Linked DNA regions of Pan troglodytes: region 2 is linked to region 1. A link is a contact called in public Hi-C data. All regions are on one chromosome and are shown on one strand. The core of a region is the stretch at or near the end of the contact, and the rest is flanking DNA. Distances in the headings are between cores, read along the strand shown. Region 1 holds the start of POLR3B (RNA polymerase III subunit B). Region 2 overlaps LOC129136551 (a long non-coding RNA gene).

Region 1 (3,058 bases), core at 404-2,903:
CGTCTCTACTAAAAATACAAAAATTACCCGAGTATGGTGGCACGCGCCTGTAATCCCAGCTACTCGGAAGGCTGAGGCAGGAGAATCGCTTGAACCTGGGAGGGTACAGTGAGCTAAGATTGCGCCACTGCACTCCATCCTGGACGAGAGAGTAAGACTCCATCCCCGCCCCCCGAAAAAAGCAAAATTTCAGCCCCAATTTACCAATCAGAAAGCTGAGATTAGTTTAACAAGCTCTCCAGGTGATTCTGATACACCCTAAAGTCGGAGAATCACCTTGATAATGGAAAGCAAAGAAGACTTTGGCACAGACAACCAACACACTTGAGCCAACCTTGAGATCCTCTGCCATCTATAAATCACTTTCACAGTCCCTTCTAGGCTAGATGCTAAATTGGTTGTAATCTGGTAATGCACAATGATGAGACACAAGTTGTATCTTGTCTCTATAATAAGTAAATTGTAAGAACTTCAAAGGCAGGGTTGATTCTACTTTTGGTGTTTTTTCCATTCTTCTCATATTTCAGATATCAGTGCAACACTTAGAAAATACAAGTACTGAAATTTAAGTAGCTCTTTAGTAAATAAGAATAATTAACCTGGTGCAAGGGTTCTACCTTTATGAGGGAGAAATTGGAAAGCATATATGTACTTACAAATTTTCATAACTTTTCTTATCGTTGTAAAATATACATAAAAATTAGCATTTTAACCCTTTAAAATGATGTACAGGTCAGCAGCATTAAATACATTCACACTGTTGTGCAACCATCACCATTCTCCATTTACAGAACTTTTGCATCTTCCCAAACCGAAACTCCGTACCCATTAATTGGTGCATTTTTGCCTTGTTTTTTCTAATAGGATTTCTCTTTCTGTTGATTTGCATGAGCTCATTTTAAATTAGAGAGACCAGCCCTTTGTCTTCTGCCAATTTATTTTTTATTAATTCTATTTGTTGGTGATTTTAAAAAATCTGTTCAGAAAATTAAAAATTTTCCGTGGAATCATAAAATCGTGTTTAGATTATAAAATCCTTTATGATTTGACTGTTGCCGTCTTGAAAGTCTTCATCATCTCAATGTTATGAATATCTGCACTTACATTTTCTTCTAAGTTTTTGTTAACATTTCAATATTTAACCCACAAAAGATTCACTTACATGTATTTTTTCCCCAAATGGGTAATCAGCTTTTCAAATATTATTTACTGGACAGGCCATCCTTCCCCTACTAACGTAAATGTCATCTTTTCATACTAAATTTCTCCATGCGCTGGGTATTTACTCCTACATCTTCCATCGAGTGCTTTTGAGAATTTTCAACACTCTTCCATTACACGCATGTACCATCATTTATTTAATCAATCTTCTATTAGTAGGCATTTGGGACGTTTCCTGCTCTTCCATACTAAACAATGCATAGAATTTTGGACTACATTAAATAATTCTGTGCCTCAGTGGTTCAAGTTGCGTAAATTATGCGTTTACACTTTTCTTCGGATTACTTTTAAAATGACAACCACTATGTTTTGCTGGTCTCAATTACCAGAGAATTGGCAAGAAACCTGACAGCTGGGGCTTAGGATTCCCTGCGCCAGACCTCCGAGCTACACCAGAGGGCGTACTTTCCTTACTAGGCCTCGGCCACATCCGGGTTCCACCGCAGATTCGGGCAGGGTGCAGGCGGAACCTTTCTACCGCGTCTCTAGCTAACACGCACGGCGGGGACAGTTTAGGCCTCCGCGCACCGTTCTCCGGGAGTCTTGCAGTTTGCTTGGTGCAGGGAAGGCGGGCGCGGAGGTTCTATCTGTTTCTTCCTCCTTCGTGAGCAGCATGGACGTGCTAGCGGAAGAGTTTGGGAACCTGACTCCGGAGCAGCTGGCGGCGCCGATCCCGACTGTAGAGGTCAGTGCCAGGCACGCAGGGAGCGTCAGGAACAAGGATGCGCCCTGAGGGGGCGTTGCCCGGAGTGCTCGGGCCGCCAAGGGGGCGGGCTGGCTGTTTGTGCGCATGCGCCGGGCTTCTGCGCATGCCCAGAGCGTCGCGCGTGCGAGTCTTTTTTCCAGAGCCGGCCTCCGCGTGCGCGAGTGAAGGCTGATACCAGAGGAGCTGTCAGCCGCTGCGGGGGCCGAGAAGCCCCGCTGCTGGCTCTCGGGTTGGAGCTCTTCCAGCATAGGTGTGCGTGGGGAGGACTGACCCTCGCACTTACTGTGGGGGACGTATTGCATGTTTGCAGTCTTACAGAGGACACTGGGGGCCAGGGAGCTCAGGCCATTTGCATGAGGCACCACAGCCGGCTGTGAGGGTAAAACCAGATCGTCTGAATTCCAAGCTAGTCATCTTTCCTTTTAACCTGAAGTTCCACTTCGGGTTGCAGGGGAATTTTAAACGCCCTGAATATTTACTAAAGAATTTGCCTGTGTGTTTTCTGGGGGAGAGACTCCACAGCTTTCATCAGCTTCTCGGAAGTTAAGGACAGCTGCCCCACAGCGAGCTGCCCAATGAAGTGCGGCTGTCGACATATTTTGTTATCTGATAAGGCACATATTGTAACCTCTCTGAGCCTCAAAATCTACACTGACGTGGAATAGGGAAGTGGAGACGTGGCCGGAGAAGATAGCAAAGGAGAGATTTCAGGGAGAGAGAACAGGATACTTGAAACCTCCTCGGCAAGACCATTGGATGTTTTTGAGGAAGGAAAGTAAATCCAGTAGTATTAAGAGTGAAGAAAAATAGAGGAGAAGAGATAAAAGACAGGGTTAAGTAAGGGTCTTGATTATGAAAAGTTTCAGTAAACATCTGACAGAGATTGGACTTTGTCTTGGAGCAGAGCTTTTGAAGGGTTTAAGCAGGAAAGTGACATGATCAGTAAGTCTATCGGATTATAAGAACCTCCTTGGCTAGGCGTGGTGGCCTATAATACCAGTAGTTTGGGAGGCCAAGGCGGGCGGATCACTTGGGCTCAAGAGTTTGAGAACAGCTTGGGCGACATGGCAAAACCCTATTTCTACAAATAATACAAAAATTAGCTGGGTGTGGTGGCGTGCACTTGTCCCA
Region 2 (3,058 bases), core at 199-2,698, 550 kb after region 1:
CTCACTGTGTTGCCCAGGCTGGTCTTGAACTCCTGGCCTCATGCAATTCTCCCACTTTGGCCTCCTAAAGTGTTGGGATTACAGGCATGAGCCACCGTGCCCAGCCTCTTACAGTTATTTTGAAAAATACAACACGCTGTTGTTAACTATAGTCACCCGACTATACTAGCAAACATAACTTATTCCTTCTATCTAACTGTATGTTTGTACCCATCAATGTACCCAACCTTGCTTCATCTCCCTTCCTCCAACCCATTTAATTGAATACATTTTAATTAGTTCCTCCTACCTAGACATATAGGCATAACGCTTACATGTAAACATTTGGACATTTATCAGTTTTCTCAGGATGGTTTTTAGATCCTTAGAAAAATGGGCTGGGTGTGGTCACTCATACCTGTAATCCCAGCACTTTGGGAGACCGAGACAGAAGGATTGCTTGAGGCCAGGAGTTTGAGAACAGCCAGGTCAACAAAAAATTAAGAAATTATCCAGGCATTGTGGGATGTGCCTGTAGTCCTAGCTACTCAGGAGGCTGAGGTGGGAGGATCGCTCAATCCCAGGAGTTCAAGGCTGCAATGAGCCATGATTGTGCCACCGCACTCCAGCCTGGACAATTTCCTATAGCGATTCAGTTAAATTAGCTCCCCAGGCTTTCTAGTGCTTTCTCTAAACTGTCAGGATCAATGTATTTCCAGATCTGGCTTTGAAAATAAATAGAAATTTCTCCTAAATAGGAGATTATTTCCTAGAGTTCATATAGCACAAATTACTTTGGTTTTCTCGTATTGCTTCTGCTATCTTTGGTCCTAAATGTTAATTATGTTCTTACTTAGAAAAATAGATCTTTCCATAAAAAGTAATGAGTTTTTAGGCTTAAAGTTTTAGTCCAACATAATGACAGTTAGACAAGCATCTTGTCACTGTTGCACAAACACTTTCTAAAAAATTTAACTCCACTTGCTTTCTCTGAAACTTGCAAAAAAAAAAAAAAAAGTTGTTAGGAAACACCAGGACTAGAATTCAGCCGTGTCTTTCTTAAAAAAAAAAAAAAATCAGTTGGAGTGCCAGTTGTATAGGCACTGCCTTTTGTTACCAAAAAAAAAAAAAGTTTTAACTCCACAGTGGAAAAACTAACATTGTCACTAGGATATGAAGAAACCATGGTGAAGAACTAGCAACAGTGGGGCCCCGCAGAATGGCTGGCGGCATCTGTGCTGAGGGCCTTTATCAGTAGCCTTGTATGTTCTATTCAGGACTCTCAGGACGATTGTTGGCATGATGTAGACAAATTGACGCAAATTAGTTTAGCATGGGCTATGCAAAGTTTAAGCTTGTTGAGTAACACACGTGGACCACATAGCAAGAGCTCCCAACACTATGCAAAAGTGTTAGATGCAAAGTACTAACTACCCTAGACTGTGCTATTCCAGATTGGAAGCAGAATTTGCAAATTACTGGGCAGTGCGGAGGAGGAGGGCAGGAAGCTGGCAGTGGAGACCGGATCCCCCATGCTGACCCTAAAGGCCAGTGATGGTTGAGAAAAATAACTCCTGAAAGTGCCGCTTGCTCTGCCTAAAACCTACTGCCTGTTATTTCATGGCCACAAATCCTCAAAGAACTGGCCCCAAAGATTAAGGGGATTCCACCACTTTGCTCTTTACTTTTGGTTCAAATATCTCAAGACAATTCCTTTGGGGTTGGTGTCACACAGACCACCTAGAGGGACCTTCTAATTGTATTTACAGTAATTTAATTATGGCAGGGAGAGCTTCAGAAGGCAGGATTTACCAAGATTGATACTATGGGTGCCACTGGCAGAGTTTTGATCTGTTAAATCAACAGAGAAATGGTAAAAAAAAAAAAAATAATAATAATAATAAAATAAAATAAAGCCACTCCAGAGTTTGGAAACTATTTTATAGACTTTTTCTTCTTCTTTTTTTTTAGTGGAGGCTGGGAAGGTGAAGGAGATATTTTCCTGGGGCCACGGCTTTCATGCTTTTGTTCATATTATTTTGTATTTCATATATGCATTATATCCATCTGATCTCACACACACACACACACACACACACACACAGAGTTTAGATATTATGAATGCACCATAGCCAAGTGTGTGTATGCATATGCAGTTCTGTGTGTGTACTTAATTAAATATATCTCTGAATAGTTATTCAAAAACTTGGTAGCAAGTTCCTCCTCCAGGGAGGAGATCTAAGGTGGGGTGGGAGAGAGATTTACTTTTAACCTCATTTTCCATTCTTTTGTTTGCTTTTTTTCTTTTTGTTTTTTTTGTTTTCCAAAACAATTTTACACAAAAACATTTAAAATAGTTTTTGAGTGTATCCATAAAGAAACTTTTCATGCAAATATTAAATCATAAAAGTCAGCAACCTGTATATAATTCAGCCAATTGTAGGTTGTTTGGCTAACTAGTTACCTTGCCTTAGTTGGTGCCCTTCCCTTTGGGGTCCTCAGCCTTCCCGTCTATGAAAGGGTATAGACCAGCTCCTCCTGAAGGTCCCTTCCTCTCTATGAGATTGACTGACTAGAGTCTAAAAACAGCATGTGCTGCTACTGCCATCTAGCAGTCCAACTAGGGCTGCATGGATTTAGCTTTCCTCAAGTATTTTGAAAGACATCAGGGGGCTATTATTCAAAACACAAAAACTTCATTGAATATGCAAACATCCTACAGCCCCTAAGTGCTTTCTGAGTGGGAGAGAGTATACATATATAAACAAATCTTAGACATTTAAAAAGTTGTTCTGAGCCTGTAATGTTTGACTATTGTAATATTTGACTACTGCAGTCAAACATTATACACCATCATTGCAATTCAGTGGTCTCAAGGGCCTTTGATGATGTGCCCAGACTGCCCAGTACAGCAGATATTTGTTGGGTACCCACTATGCATGCAGAGGACTGTGCAGGTGTGTGTGTGGTAGAAAGAGACAGGAATTTGGTATCATGCAGTTCAGACACCCTAACTCTTTAAGGACAGAGACTGTGACCTTTTGGAGGTGTATTCCCAATAAGCCATGCATCTCCAACA

The links. A called contact is a pair of places that touch in the nucleus more often than the background predicts.
Region 2: a Hi-C map of stem cell-derived neural progenitor cells shows a contact between it and region 1, with 4 times the contacts expected there. The contact joins the enhancer-like site here to the promoter of POLR3B in region 1. A contact is called at or near these places in 1 of 7 Hi-C or Micro-C datasets (stem cell-derived neural progenitor cells) and 1 of 1 datasets of contacts at active chromatin or transcription factors (stem cell-derived excitatory neurons).

What each region holds. Positions count from the first base shown.
Region 1 is chr10:113,171,030-113,174,087 of NHGRI_mPanTro3-v2.0_pri, forward strand. POLR3B (RNA polymerase III subunit B) reads left to right here and starts at 1,654. Exons shown (of 28, transcript XM_001161567.8): 1 at 1,654-1,906. The coding sequence starts at 1,835.
Region 2 is chr10:113,725,208-113,728,265 of NHGRI_mPanTro3-v2.0_pri, forward strand. All of the region lies in intron 2 of LOC129136551 (a long non-coding RNA gene), which reads right to left. Among named protein-coding and RNA genes, the nearest start is that of TMEM263, 37 kb to the right of the region's middle. Within about 2 kb of position 1,449, at least 3 of the 24 cell types and tissues checked have an H3K27ac peak or open chromatin away from gene starts, as enhancers often do. A contact at or near this core is called in stem cell-derived neural progenitor cells, where this site is marked.